Regions from separate parts of the Zea mays genome. Here region 2 is linked to region 1. The links are chromatin contacts, called in public Hi-C maps. All regions are on one chromosome and are shown on one strand. Each heading gives the region's core, a stretch centred on a gene start, on an enhancer-like site or on the middle of the called end of the contact. The rest is flanking DNA. Distances are from core to core; before and after follow the strand shown.

What was found. A called contact is a pair of places that touch in the nucleus more often than the background predicts.
Region 2: a contact with region 1 is called in a Hi-C map of tassel, with 1.9 times the contacts expected there. The contact joins the promoter of LOC100275762 here to the promoter of LOC100303855 in region 1. A contact is called at or near these places in 6 of 25 Hi-C or Micro-C datasets (bundle sheath, ear, leaf and 1 more) and 1 of 3 datasets of contacts at active chromatin or transcription factors (leaf).

The regions. Positions count from the first base shown.
Region 1 is chr9:66,548,500-66,555,984 of Zm-B73-REFERENCE-NAM-5.0, forward strand. It overlaps LOC100303855, which reads left to right and starts at 1,344. Exons shown (of 1, transcript NM_001165472.2): 1 at 1,344-2,483. The coding sequence starts at 1,490. The coding sequence ends at 1,915.
Region 2 is chr9:66,749,043-66,756,561 of Zm-B73-REFERENCE-NAM-5.0, forward strand. LOC100275762 reads left to right here and starts at 2,130. Exons shown (of 4, transcript NM_001352590.1): 1 at 2,130-2,328; 2 at 2,456-2,503; 3 at 4,290-4,444. The coding sequence starts at 2,268.

The sequences.
Region 1 (7,485 bases), core at 94-2,593:
ATACGAGACGTTAACTTAATTAGTTATGATTACTAATTAACCACACTAATACAATAGCACTACAAAAAAATCATTTCACTGGACCCTAAATCAAATAAAACAACCTTATTTCCGAGGGCTTAATAATTACCCTCGGAAATTAAAAGTTTAAATTATATACCGCTAATAAATAAATTAAAACAAGCTAATTTAATTGCATAATTAAATTAAGCCATCGGACATAACAAAACTAAACATTACTACTACCAAACAATATATATGCATATACAAAATTATACTAAACATTATAAAATTGCTCACTTTGCCGGATGATTAGCCGGTGAAGCGAGCGCCGGCGGGGTCGGGGCGAGCGCCAGTGGCGTCGGGGAAGGGGGCAGAGGCTCCGGCGGCCGTGGGCGGCGTCGGGGTGGCTCCGGTGTTGCTTGGACGGCGGTGGAGTTGTCGTTCGACGTGGACAGAGGATCGGGCACGGGCTGGGCGTCGGGACGGGGCTGGAGGTCCCCGGGAGAAGCTTGGGCGGCGTGCCGGGAGACGGCGGCGGCTGCTCGGCGACGGCGGCGGCTACGCACGAGCGACGGGAGAGAGAGAGAAATGAACCGACGCGGGCGCGGGGGTCGGTTAAAATCTGTTATTTCCGACGGCCCCCTAGGAGATCGTCGGTTATAAGCTTATGTCCGACGGTCCGCCTGCTAGCCCTTGGATATTATAAATTATGTCCGACGGCTGCCAGAGGCCGTCGGACATAAGCTTATGTCCGACGTTCTTATAAGCAGCCGTCGGACATAAGGGAGCTATCGGATTTGTAGCGTTTTACTCTAGTGCCCGGCAAATTGCGAGGTTATCTGCTATAGTCTCCTTTTTCGGTGTATTGTAGGGGACCACATACTGAGCGCACAGCGCGCGCAGCATGCGTCCGGCAGGCAGTTGTGCCTGGAATTGCCGGCACTGCGTGCCAACCTATAATCAGAGCCCGGGGCGCGACGGAGTTGTGGTATGTGCGCGTTAGTGACCTAGACGCTAACCAAAGGAAACAAAGCTCCCTCGACCACTCGCCTTTGCATTGCCAAACGACCGACCGGCCTGGACCCGGAGCGGGACCAGCCAGCAGCAGATGGGCCGGTATGATTAGGAAAAGCCTCGTGCCGGTGCCTCAGGCGACCCCTCCATGTGCACGCACCACCACGCTGTCGATGCATGCTATCCCCCGGCCCTTTTCGCCGCTGCATTGCCCTTTTGACGCGGACCCCATGCCACCACGCACGGCGGCTACAGGCGCGCGCGCCACCACCAGCCACCAGATCTCGGCGTTATAAAACGCCCCGTGCGGCCGCGCCTCCCATCTCTTAGGCAAACAAACCAGCCACCCCTGCTCTCTGCTCACTCACCTTCCTTACTACTGCTCACTAGTCACTACACACCAACCAAAGGAAGGCCCCTCGCACCTCTTCTGTGGTTGTCGTCGTTTGCCTTTCCGTCCGTTAGCCAAGCCATGGGCAACTGCCTCAACACGGCCTCCAAGCGGAGTCACCGGGGCATGCTTTTGCCGGAGGAGGAAGAGAGCCTCTCGGAGATAAGAAGGATAAGCCAGCTGCTTCGGGAGGAGGAGGAGGACGGCTACGAGGTGGTGGGTATGCACTCCGTCTCCGAGCAGCTGGTGCAGGAGGTGGTGGCCGTGGCTCCGGGGGTGACGGCGCCCGCAGAGGGCCTCAAGGTGAAGATCGTGCTGACGCGCGGCGAGCTGGAGTGGCTCATGGCGCAGCTCAAGAGCGGCGAGCAGCGCCTCGAGGACGTGCTCCAGCACATGCAGGCTGCTAAGGGAGCTGGCGGCGGCGGTGGCTCCTTCGCTGGCGACAACAAGGCCGGCTGGCGGCCGCGCCTCGAGAGCATCCTCGAGAGCTCGGAGACCCAAAGCTGATACCGGCCTGAGCATGTCCTCGCTGGACCGGCTCCTTGAATTCAGATCTTGTCCATGCCTGTAGGTTTGTCGCTTGCTTTCTTGATGTTTGGTCTGGATCGGTGGAGATGGAGGCCGTCGATGGATCGGAGTCAGGGAGAGGCTTAAATTCTTGTTGTGTTTTTTTAACAAGGGACTGGCCTTGTTACAACTCTGCTACTAGGCTGGAGCCTGGAGGGAGGGACGATGATCCATCAGATGGGCTATGTTACTCTGTAGATCATCGAGATGTTAATTAGGTCTCTTGTGCAGTGCAGCTCAGCCAATTAGCATCTTCTTTCACTTTTTGCCTTTTTGCGCTGTTACTTAGATCATAATCTTTCGTAAATAGCGGTGCGAATGAGATGGCATCTGAAGCCCTCTGTGTCTGTAATAATCTCCTCTGACTAGGTCCTGAATCTGATTGATTCTTCCTAAGTAGGAGGAGCACCCTGCTCGCTAGATGTCAAGACTTGGGACAGTGCTTTCACTTCGGTTTGGAACCGTGAGTAACGTTCTAATGAAGATGAATATGAATTTGGTGTGCTCGAATCTGCTGTTGTGACGATCAAGTTGTGGCCATTGCTGTGACGTAGTAGCAAATTTTCTTGGCAATTATCCCCCTCTGCTATCTGCTCCACACAAAGACGTAGTAACCAACAAAAAATTTTTGTCGCCTGGCCTGTGACCTGACCCCCGTGCTGTGGTTGTGGAAGAAACGAGAGATTTGCATGCAGTTCGTAGCATATATAGGTCGGTCTCCGTTACCTGAGTTTTTAATTCCATCGAGTTTACCAACACGTATCCCGAGGACGAGGATATAGTTAGGCAGGTCAAATTTTTGCATACAGTACAGGCGTAATTGGTTACTGTCTACTGTGTCCCTGCAAAAGGATTGGTGATAGACCATGGTTAACGTCCGGGAAAGCGGGACGGAACGGTTGGGAGGATGTGATGTTACGGTGGTCTCGTCTTCGTCTCACTGGCTGCGCTTTTTCAACCGCGACAACGACGCTTCTTCCCTCCCTCTCCTGGCCCCAGTCTCACTAACCTCTGCCTCTGACTAATCCACGGCGTCGTTGCCTTCCCATGGCGAGCCCAACAACCAAGCAAAACGACCACGAACGTCACCGTCGCCGGCGTCCCGGTCCCGGTCCCGCCCGGTACGTGTAGACTCGGCCGTCGCCATAGCCGCCGCCAGCAGCGGTCGGTCGGCAGTGCAGTAACGTACGCTCCTTCTCCTACGCACACCATACCGCAATCCTTTATCCTGGAGACCTGGACCGAGCACGTGAGGGAAAGCGGTTTTCTTACAAGATCCAGGAAGAATTTGGCTGACCCCCTCCGCATGTCGAGTCCAAATTTTTAGTGCTCCCCTGGATTTTGCTGCCCACAATTCAGGGGCTCCTGTTCCAACGTTTGACATGGATGTGTTTATTTTTTCTGTGAAACTGTGGTGCAAAAGGGCAACATATTTCTATATCAATCCCTTTTCAGCTTTGAACGTGTGCGTGTGTATATATGTGAGGTATTCATCCAAATAACAGTTATTGAATTTGAATGAGTAATATGTTAGGATTTATGTGAGGTATTCATCCAAATAACGTTTGACATGCGCGTGAATGGTCCGCCGAAATCCGGACCCTCGCCTTGCGGGGGCGCGGCTACCTGATTGCGAGATTTTCGTGGGCGGATAAGCACGGGGTCGCGGACTCGGCCCTATAAAAGGAGCCCGGCAGCCAGCCTCCATATTATCCCCAGATCCCAGTTCGCTTTCGCCTCTCTTCATAGCTGAGCCGCCTTTTAGTTCCCTTCGTCCCGACCGCAGAGGTGCATCTGCGATCAGGAGAGCAGGTCTCCGGAACCCTTCGTCTTCTAGATCCTGCACCGGGAGAGGGCGAATAAGGTTTTTGGGAAGCGTCTTCACGCGACTGCTCGTGATCTTCTGACATCATCGACCCAGCTGATCCTGGCGCGCGCCAACAATCAGTAAGTCTAATCAGTACGCATCATCTGATTTGGCTTTTATTTCAGTTCTTCTGATTTGGTCATGATTTATATTCAGAATTTAATTTGGAATTTGTCTAATTATTCAACAATCCAAAAACCTTATTGTAGACAATTTCCTAGTTTTTCTATGGCTGCTTTTGCCGACGCGCTGAAGCCAGAAAAGTTTAATGGTATGCACTTTAAGAGATGGCAAGTCAAGGCCACGCTCTGGCTTACTGCTATGAATGTCTTCCATGTTAGTAAAGGCAGACCTGAGGGTCCACTGACTCCTGAACAGGAGAAAGAGTACGACCATGCCAATACTATGTTCACGGGAGCCGTTCTTAGCGCCCTTGTTGACCGTCTGGTTGATGCGAATATGCAGTACACAGACGGGAAAGAGTTGTGGGATGCACTTACTACTAAGTATGGTGCATCAGATGCTGGCAGTGACCTGTATATCATGGAGAGCTTTCATGATTATAAGATGGTTGATAATCGCTCTATTGTAGAGCAAGCTCATGAAATACAGTGTATAGCCAAGGAACTCGACCACCTTAAGATAGTCCTTCCTGACCGATTTGTGGCTGGGTGCATTATTGCAAAGTTGCCTTCTACATGGAGGAACTTCGCCACAGCTCTGAAACATAAGAGACAGGAGATATCAGTTGAAAATCTGATAGCGTCTCTAGATGTTGAGGAGAAAGCTCGGGCTAAGGACACGGGATCTAAAGGAGGCGAGGGCAACTCCAGCGCCAACATGGTTCAAAGGAACCACAACAAGGGGAAAGGAAAGCCAAAATCTAACAAGCCCAACAAAACTACCAACTTCAAGAAGAAGAAGAACAAGGCTGAATTGACATGTTTCGCATGTGGCGAGGCGGGTCATTTTGCCAAGGATTGTCCCGATCGAGCGGATCGCCGTGGCAAAAAGGGCAATGTCAACACAGTGGTCGCTAGCAATGAGGAAGACAAAGGGTATGATAATTTACCTTTCATCTTCTCAGTATTTCAATCACCTAGCTGGTGGCTTGATACTGGTGCTAATGTTCATGTGTGTTCTGACATCAACTTGTTCTCTTCTTATCAGGGCGCCCGGGATTCTTCCGTGCTAATGGGGAATGGGTCACATGCTTCTGTTCATGGCACTGGCACGGTGGATCTGAAGTTTACTTCGGGAAAGATCGTGCAGCTGAAGAACGTGCATCATGTCCCTTCTATACACAAGAATCTCGTTAGCGGAACCCTTCTATGTAGAGATGGGTTCAAGGTAGTTTTGGAGTCCAATAAATTAGTTGTGTCCAAGTCTGGACAATTTATTGGTAAAGGCTATGATTGCGGAGGCTTGTTCCGCTTTTCTTTGTTAGATTTCAATAATAAGTCTGTGAACCATATTTGTGCTAATGTTGATGATCTTGCGAGTATTTGGCATTCTCGTTTGTGTCATATTAATTTTGGCTCTATGTCTCGGCTTGCAACCATGAGTTTAATTCCGAATATCACCATAGTCAAAGGTTCTAAGTGCCATAGTTTTGTGCAATCGAAGCAACCTCGAAAGCCTCATAAGGCTGCTGAGGAGAGACACCTGGCACCGCTAGAACTCATACATTCTGATCTTTGTGAGATGAATGGTGTGTTGACAAAAGGTGGTAAGAGATACTTCATGACATTGATTGATGATGCGTCTAGATTTTGCTATGTATACTTGCTAAAAACTAAAGATGAGGCTTTAGACTACTTTAAAATCTATAAGGCTGAGGTTGAAAACCAACTAGAGAGAAAGATCAAACGTCTTAGATCAGATCGTGGTGGCGAGTTCTTTCCCAAAGTCTTTGATGATTTCTGTGCAGAACATGGCATTATTCATGAGAGGACTCCTCCCTATTCACCCGAGTCAAACGGGATTGCTGAAAGAAAAAACCGTACGTTGACTGACCTGGTGAATGCCATGTTAGACACTTGTGGTTTATCTAAGGCATGGTGGGGGGAGGCAGTCCTGACTTCATGTCATGTTCTGAATAGAATTCCTATGGGCAAAGAAGAGAAAACCCCTTATGAGAAGTGGGTTGGGAGAAAACCATCACTTTCATACTTGCGCACTTGGGGGTGCATGGCGAAAGTCAATGTACCAATTAATAAAAAGCGCAAGCTTGGTCCAAGGACAGTGGATTGTGTCTTTCTTGGATATGCTTCGTGTAGCATAGCATATAGATTTTTAGTAGTTAAATCTGAAGTTCCTGATGTGTATGTTGATACTATTATGGAATCTCGTGATGCTACTTTCTTTGAGCATATATTTCCAATGAAAGACATTCATAGCAATTCTAGATACTCTTCTGAGATAATTCCTGAACATAATACACCTATTGAGAGTTTTGAACAGCCACATGAAATTGTCCTAGAGGAGGATGACAATGATGCTCCTAAAAGGAGCAAGAGACAAAGGGTTGAAAAATCCTGTGGTAATGATTTCATTGTGTACCTTGTGGACGATACTCCTACTACCATTGCAGAAGCATTTGCATCTCCAGATGCAGATGATTGGAAAGAAGCAGTTCATAATGAGATGGACTCCATTCTTTCAAATGGTACGTGGGAAGTCAATGATCGACCCTATGGATGCAAACCTGTGGGTTGTAAGTGGGTGTTTAAAAAGAAGCTCAAGCCTGATGGTACAATTGAAAAGTACAAGGCTAGGCTTGTGGCTAAAGGCTATACTCAGAAAGAAGGAGAAGACTTCTTTGATACTTACTCACCTGTTGCTAGAATGACCACTATTCGAGTACTACTTTCTTTGGCTGCCTCGTATGGTCTCCTTGTTCATCAGATGGATGTAAAGACAGCTTTTCTTAATGGAGAGCTGGACGAGGAAATCTATATGGAACAGCCTGATGGATTTGTAGTAAAGGGTCAAGAAAGCAAGGTGTGCAAGTTATTGAAATCTTTGTATGGTCTGAAGCAAGCACCAAAGCAGTGGCATGAGAAGTTTGACACGACTCTAACGTCTGCAGGCTTTGCCATTAATGAGGCAGACAGGTGTGTATATTATCGCTGTGGTGGGGGCGAAGGAGTTATATTGTGCTTATATGTTGATGATATATTGATATTTGGCACAAACATTGATGTGATCAATGAAGTCAAGTCTTTTCTATCAAAGAGTTTTGATATGAAAGATCTGGGAGAAGCTGATGTGATTCTAAACATCAAGCTGATTAAGGCAGATGGTGGGATTACTCTCTCGCAATCTCACTATGTTGAAAAGGTTTTGAAGCGATTTGGCTTCTCTAAGTGCAAACCTTCTCCAACACCTTATGATCCCAGTGTGACATTGCGAAAGAACAAGAGAATTGGTTTAGACCAATTGAGATACTCTCAGATTGTCGGTTCACTCATGTATCTTGCTGGTGCAACAAGGCCCGATATCTCGTTTGCTGTGAGCAAATTGAGTAGGTTCATGTCAAACTCCGGGACTGATCATTGGCATGCACTTGAGCGGGTTATGCGCTACCTGCAAGGTACAATGAGTTATGGAATTCACTATTCTGGTCAGCATGCAGTACTTG
Region 2 (7,519 bases), core at 880-3,379, 200 kb after region 1:
GAGGATATGGACGTGTTCGTGGTACTCCGGCGAATGTAAACGGGCACTAGCCCATGCCCGGGTGGTGGTGAGGAAGCGGAACACCACGGTGGCTTCCATTCTCACCCACCGACGAACCCTCTCTCCATAGCTTGAGGGAGATAGCCAGCACCGTATCTATGGCCATGGCCGATCCGACCTCTTCGAAACAGTCGCGTGAATCTTCGGTAGGGGATAAACTCGCCAGGTGCAGCACACGTGACGGTGTCCGAGTTCTCGAGTGCGCACAGACTTCGAGGTGAGAAGATCGGTCGGAGGACCCTCCCGAGATGGATGGCGCGGCCATCAAAATTCAGCTAGGAGATCCCCATTCTGTGTAGGTGTCGCGAGGAAGAGATGGCTGACCAATGGGGCCCGCACGTAAGCGACACCAGAAAGGACAGAAGGAAAATAAAATAAAAGAATGGGGAATGGAGTGGGCTTTGTGCGGTGAGGACGTGAGGTCAAGGTGGGTCGGCTGAGTATGGTTGCTGGGCCGGCGGGGTGGAGATCCCTAGCCCAAGCGTCATTTCCTTTCCTTTTTTACTTTATGTTTTTCTTTTCTTCTTTATTTTCTTTTCTCTATTTCCTTTTTAGATTTCTAATTCAAGATTTTTAAATGCACAAGCAAGTAAAGATCCAGCATGATGCAAGTATAAGTTTGTTTATGTATTGTTCAATTATTTTATTCACAACTAATATTCATAAAAGGAATAAGTCCTTTATTTATAATATCCATTTAGGCAAATGTTTTGAGATATATAATTCATACACACAAACTAATCATTATTATTCATTTTAAGAAAATAATTTCTAAGGAATAACATCTGTTAATAGATGATTTAATGTTATAAACACATAATTCATAACAGATATTATTTCCATCAATAATAATTTAAAGGAATCCTTCTATTTGTCTAGGCTTTAGTTTGAATTTTACTTTGAAAGTTTAGATCTCAAAATTTTCTTTAACTATCAACATTACAACTTATTTATTTTAGGAAGAAAAATATTTGAAAGGTAAGGAAATCATATTTATGAATTTTTGATTCTTAATCTCTTGGGAGAATAAGTTATGAAACTCTAAATAGGATTTTGGGTGTTACAAGCTTGTAATTAGAAAATGATATGTTCATATTGCTATGGTTCATTAAAGAAAAACATTGACCGAAGATGGCACATTCGATAGTATTAGTAACAAAATAACATGTGTCAGGTGGTACTTCACTACAAGTATTTGATGCCGCTTCGGCCCGAAGCTTGCTCTAGAAGCCGGATGAGAAACTGGTAGTTTAGACTATCTCCAGCAACGTCCTCTATATACATCCTCTATATCCGTCCTTTACAGTATTCTCTAAAAGATTTCATCTCCTATATCTACTTTCTCTCCAACAACGTCCTCTAAATCACGTCCTCTATATATAAATACCTATATTAAAAATATTTTTAATTTTTTAATTTTTGTACATACGTATTTATCATACTCTCAAATATATTTTACATATTTTAGTTTTATTAAACCGGTTGTTTAAAGTATTTAAATAGATAGAGAACCGTTTAGAGAAACTCTACATATAGAGGATTCAACAACGTTCTCTAAATTTAGAGGACCGTTTAGAGGACGTTGCTGGAGGGAGTAGATGACGTCTTCGTCCTCTAAATTTAGGGTACAAGACCCTTTAGAGGGTCTTGTTGGAGCCAGCCTTAGCTTCCAGCTTTTGACCACCAGAATCTCAAAAGAAATCCAAATATTCAGACTCCAGTATAGCGTTGAGCGACGAACCCGAGTATGGCCCTGTTTGTTTCGGCTTCTGGCAGCTTCTGGCCACCAAAAGCTGCTGCGGACTGCCAAACGCTCAGCTTTTCAGCTAGCTTCTATAAAATTCGTTGGGCAAAAAACCATCCAAAATCAACATAAACACATAATCGATTGAGTCGTTGTAATAGTATGAATTCGTCACTTTCGAGATCCTGAGCCCTATGAACAATTTTATCTTCCTCCATACGTAATTGTAATGATACTCAGATTCTCTTCACAGCCAGATTCTCCCTAGCTAGATTTTCAGAAAAGCTAATTAGAAAAAAGCTAAACGAAAAACAGGATGGCTTTAGACTCCTCAATCCTCAACCCGACGCGGCGGTGTGCCCCCCTGCTTTTTTTTGGCCTCTCCTCTCCGTTGGCGACGCATACATCCGGCGAGGGAGCGGAAGAAGTCAGTAAATTCTGTCGCTCCAATCCGGACGAGGAGATGCCGCGGATCCCTCTGATCAAGTTCCCCAAGCGGAATCTGAAAGCCCCATCCGCGCCAGGTGCTCTCCGTTTTGATTACCCCAGTATTCTCCTCTTCTATAGTGTTTACTAGTCCAGTTTGTCGGAGGATTTCTCTCGATGTTTCTACCTATTCTCGATTTAATATTCATTCCTCCTTTGTTACAGTGCCGTCGCAACCCGCAGATCAGCACGCGACCCTCATGTCCCGGTTGGGTAAGAACCAGATCGCTTAGAATTTTGCTCAGCGAAGCAGTACTTGGGTGAATTCGGCTCGCCTTTTTAATTTGATTTGAGTAGTGATTTGTGAGTGTGCACACGCCTTGTGATTTGTGAGTGTGCACACGCCTAGTTACGTCTTTTATTCTGCACGAATTCGTTGATCCCTACATTGAGTTGCATCGATTTTGTGGCATATGTATGTGGGAAGGAACGTGGAGATGTGGCCTAGGGTGATGAATGGTGCAAGCCAAATGGAACCATACTTATGTTTATGTGTTCACTACTGCTAGTAGGAACTGTGTGTAGATTTGGAATTCAGATGCCAAGATGGGAGGTTTGGACCAGAGATCTATAAGGGCCTTAACTTAACAGATGGGACCCGGACTTGCTTGTGGTGATTTGTGTATGATTCATTCAACTGCATTGTTTTGCAGCTCTAGTTTGCTTTCTGTGGGCTTTGCTTGCAAAAAGGAAGGGTTGAGCTTTATCATTCGGGTCTATGGTCACTGCTGGTTATAGCAAGTGTCTACACTATTTTTTTGTTTATTGACGCCTATTAAATTTTTTGTTATAGTTGGGATAGGTGGTAGTGAGACAAATTCTTAATGTCCTTAACAAATAATGAGCGGTTCTGTATGTCAGATTCATAGAGCTATATTGTGTTCAGACTTCAGAGCAAGTTCTTAGTTGTGTTGGGTGGTCATTTGTCATAAGAACTGTGCTGTGTTCAGATGTATGGCTACTAGTGCTCAGTTGATCTTTTTAAATACTCCCTCCGTCCCAAAATAAAATCCGTTTTACCTTTTTAGTTGATTCATACAATAATTAATGTATTTGTTTTATATATCTGTCTAGATTTATTATCATCCATTTGAACATAGACATAAAAATCAAAGGCTAAAGCGACTAATATTTTGGGACGGAGGGAGTATTTGGTTTATAGAGGACACTCTGTCTCAGAATGCTCTTACTGCCGTTAACTTTTCAGTTATCAACCTTTTGCCCTTGAAATTTCAGATTATTAGAACCAGTTCCAAAACTAAAAATCTGGAAAAAACAATCTTCCTCATCTAGCATTCCCTTTGTGCTGAGGTTGCACTAGAGCATCCAGCCTCATTTGTTGCAACTTGGTGTTTGGGTGTTTCTAATTATACATAGGTCCCTTGCAGTCTTGCATAGCCACTTGTTTGCTTGCTGTGTACACCTTCATCTGATCTCAACCCAGCATCTTATGTTCTGTTTGATTTTGCACCCAAGATTGCCACCTATTAAACAGGCCAAAGTTTAGCTTGCTAGCCAAAATTATGGTCACCAAGTTTGTGGCCCTGATTTTGGTGACCTTGGCCATCAAATGAACTAAAAGCTAGCCAAAATTTCCCACCAAAACAAACTGTCCCCAAATTTGCTCAAAGTAACCAACTGTTGGCTTGTCAAATCTTTTGACACACTTGAATAACATATACTGAATGTTGCATGATGCATTTATGCCTCCCCAACCCTGTTTCCCCTTGCACAAATACCCTTCAATAATTTCTTACTATGAATTTATAGAGTGCTATATCTGGATGTTTTGTGAATTTGAATAACATGCACAGATACACTTGTCCATGTGAGATCTATGACTATTACCACGAATAACCTTACTTCTGTTTACATTTTGAATTGTTGGTAGTACTTATATTGCTAGGGGGATGAATGCATATGGTGTGTCGAATGCTTATTTAATCATCTCATAATTCTGAAGGAAAATAGTCCGCATAACAATATGTTTCTTTCATAGGGGCTAAAGCAGAGGCACCATCTTCTGGAGGGATTAAAAATTACCGCTTTAGTTCAGATGTGCCTTCCCCACCGTCGCATACTGCTGTAGGAGGTCAAGCTTCACTCCTTCCTAAGCGTAAACCTCTGACTGAAGAAGAGATTGAGGCTATTATGGTATGCCTTTTGTTCACAGAAGCTGAATATGAATGCAATGCTATGTTTGTTCTTAGCATCTGGTTTATTGAATTAATTCATTTTGTTTGATTTCAATCCATATAAATTATACACCAAATTTGCATATTGTTTGTAATGTTACCATTTGGCATGCATGGAACTTATAGGCAAAAGTACAATCTTAATGCTAATGGCAAAATGCATGCTTAATCTAGATGGAAAAACTTAGTTTATTGCTTAAAATCTTGTCATCTTAATGCCTAAAGTTGCGAAAGGGCCTCTAGCCGAGTCGGTTAGGTGGTTTGAGTAGCACTCCTTAGGTTCTGAGTTCGACTCCTCGTGGGAGGGAATTTTCAGGCCGTGGTTAAAAAAAAATCCCCTCGTAGACACATATAAAATACATCCATCAAGTCTTTGATGAATCCATCATTGGCCTAAAATGAATTTTATTTTGATACAGAGGGAGTAAAATATAATACTGACCAGAGAAGTTAACTCCATTTGTGCCCATGTCAAGACCATGGAAATTTGACATTTTCTCAATGCCTGAAAAACTATTGATATTGTAACTGTGTATTAAACCATGCTTTCAATGCCACTTCCCCTTAAATCAATCTTTATCTTGCTTTCCAATAATGGTCATGCTTATTTTTTTACCTTGACAGGCTCCCACTTTTACTACTAGTGATTTTACTTTGAGATCTGTGCATATAGAAATGGGACAAATTTCTTATCTGCTATTACAAATTTGCAAAATCCTGTTGCCTGCTTGACAAAGTGTATGTCTGTTTTCCGGGCCACACAATACAAAAAATCACTAGTAAATGGCTAGGAACTATTTTAACATTAAGAAAAGATGTTTTCCTAGAAACTTTCGAAGTGAAACCTTCGCTTCGCCCCAACAACTAAGGACAAGGTCATCCCCTAGCAGCACTGTCATTCTACAACACATTCGAGAAGATGCTATCTTGTGGGTAGGGGTGTAATCGGATCGAATACAAACGGATTTCACTGAAACCATATTTGTTTTCATATTTTTCTTCGGATTCGAATTCGAATACGGATAACTTCGGATTCGAATACAAATACGGATATTCTCGGATGCAAATACGGATAGATGTGTGTCGAATACAGAACTTGTCGGACACGGATAACATCGGTAGTGAATATTTTTGTCGGATACCGAGTAATACATCATTCGACACATCCTAGTAGTATAGACTAATAAACAGCTAAACACAACAAGACACAACTACAGTCTATATTGAAGCAATTGCATCTTACTAGAAAACTTAAGAATAAACAATTACAAATGTCATCCGAAAAGGATTTACAAATGAAATTTATTTCCAAGATTGTCTATATCTAAAGAAATCCAAGCATCCTAAATAATGCATACGACATACCAGGAATACTACTGATTACTGAAGTACTACTACTGGAGTCTAGACAGACCTAAACATGCTGATCAGATTACAAAGTTCTGCACTAACAGAACATGGAACAAATACTTTAAGGATCACAACTAGTAGTATACCCGCTATAGCTTCAAAACTAGTAGCCGTCGCCCACCGCTTGCCGTCGTAGATTGTCGGTTCTACAGTCAGCACGACTTTGATACCATTTATGTCACACCCGGTTTTGGAAGGCAAACCAAATGCGAACTATGTACGTGCTAAGATCAGAAATTCACGTACACAACGATTACATAACTGAACATCATCGCACGGTGCTCGAATAAAACATAAAGTAGTACTTTATTACATCACGATGTTAGGGACACCCACATAGTCATTAACTTAAACAATAATCAAAGTGCTAAAGAGAAACACAGCAAAGATAAGACCTTCACAGGCAACTGATTGAAGGTTTGCCGCTAATCTACTCTAGAACTCATCGACGTCCTGAAACTCCTGAAAGTCTTCCGCATGGCCTTCATCTTCTCCTGAGCAGGGGTTGCAATGGGACAACCTGGTGTTTAGTGTTTAAGCAAGGGTGAGTACACATCAACGTACTCAGCAAATGTCCCATTTGACTAAAGTGGATTAGCTGTATGTGGGGTGAAGCTCAAAGCAGTTGCTTTTAGTTCGTCAGGTATTTATTATTAGTAGAAGCCAAGTTTTAGCAATAACCCCAAATTATTATCCCAAAAGAGTACCCCCTTAGAGAGGAACTACAAAAGGATCCATAATTATAATCATCATTAAACCATCATCATAAAGGTGTCTGAAATATCTCTAATCAAAGGAGCTCCCAAGGCCGCTCATAACCGTGAGCACGGCTGATATACCAGTTTCTAACCCTTTGCAGAGGTCGCACACTTTACGCACGAGCCGTGATCCCCCTTTTTTGCCTCAGGTTGTACAGACCCTTAAACACTCCTAAGGTGAGTCGGCAAGGTTTCACTACGTAGCCTTTACAAAAATTTCCTAGAGGTCATAGCTGCCCGTTAGGTTTCTCCAATTTGATAAACACAGTACCTCTCCCCACAGGAAGGGTGACTAACAAAAGCAGAACGAAAGAATCTCGGCACCCAAGCCTCGACAGAGCAAGTACTATGCCTGGACCCCATTAACGGCAAGACGACGAAGCAGACTACACCTCAAGTTCCTCTAATTAATCAGCTAAGGGCGTCCCATACCACCCTCATGGTTGTACTGTTTTCTTGGGTGATCATCCAACGAATAGGTCCTTATGGAGAGACACTCGGGAAACAATCCGAGTCCCCTTTAGTGCCACAAGTTCATCATCATATCCAGAATAACATCATCGTATCATAAAGTATTCTCATCATGTTTATTGATTAAAGCAAAGCACTAGCATGATATTAATCATAATAGCTCAACGCAAAAAGGTAATTCAAGGACAGGATAACAGAGAACTAGTCAAATCCTTAGAATGGCGGTGAACGACGGCGACTCCTCCATGACGTGCGCACGGGCCTGGGTTGGGGCGAGGGTTATGCGGACTTGCAAATGAGGGAGGGGGAGAGGGAGTGGGGCTTTGGGGGTTTCAAGTGGCCGTGGGTGGGGTGGTTCCGAGCACGATGTGGGCGCGGGGCCTCTTTGTGCGCGC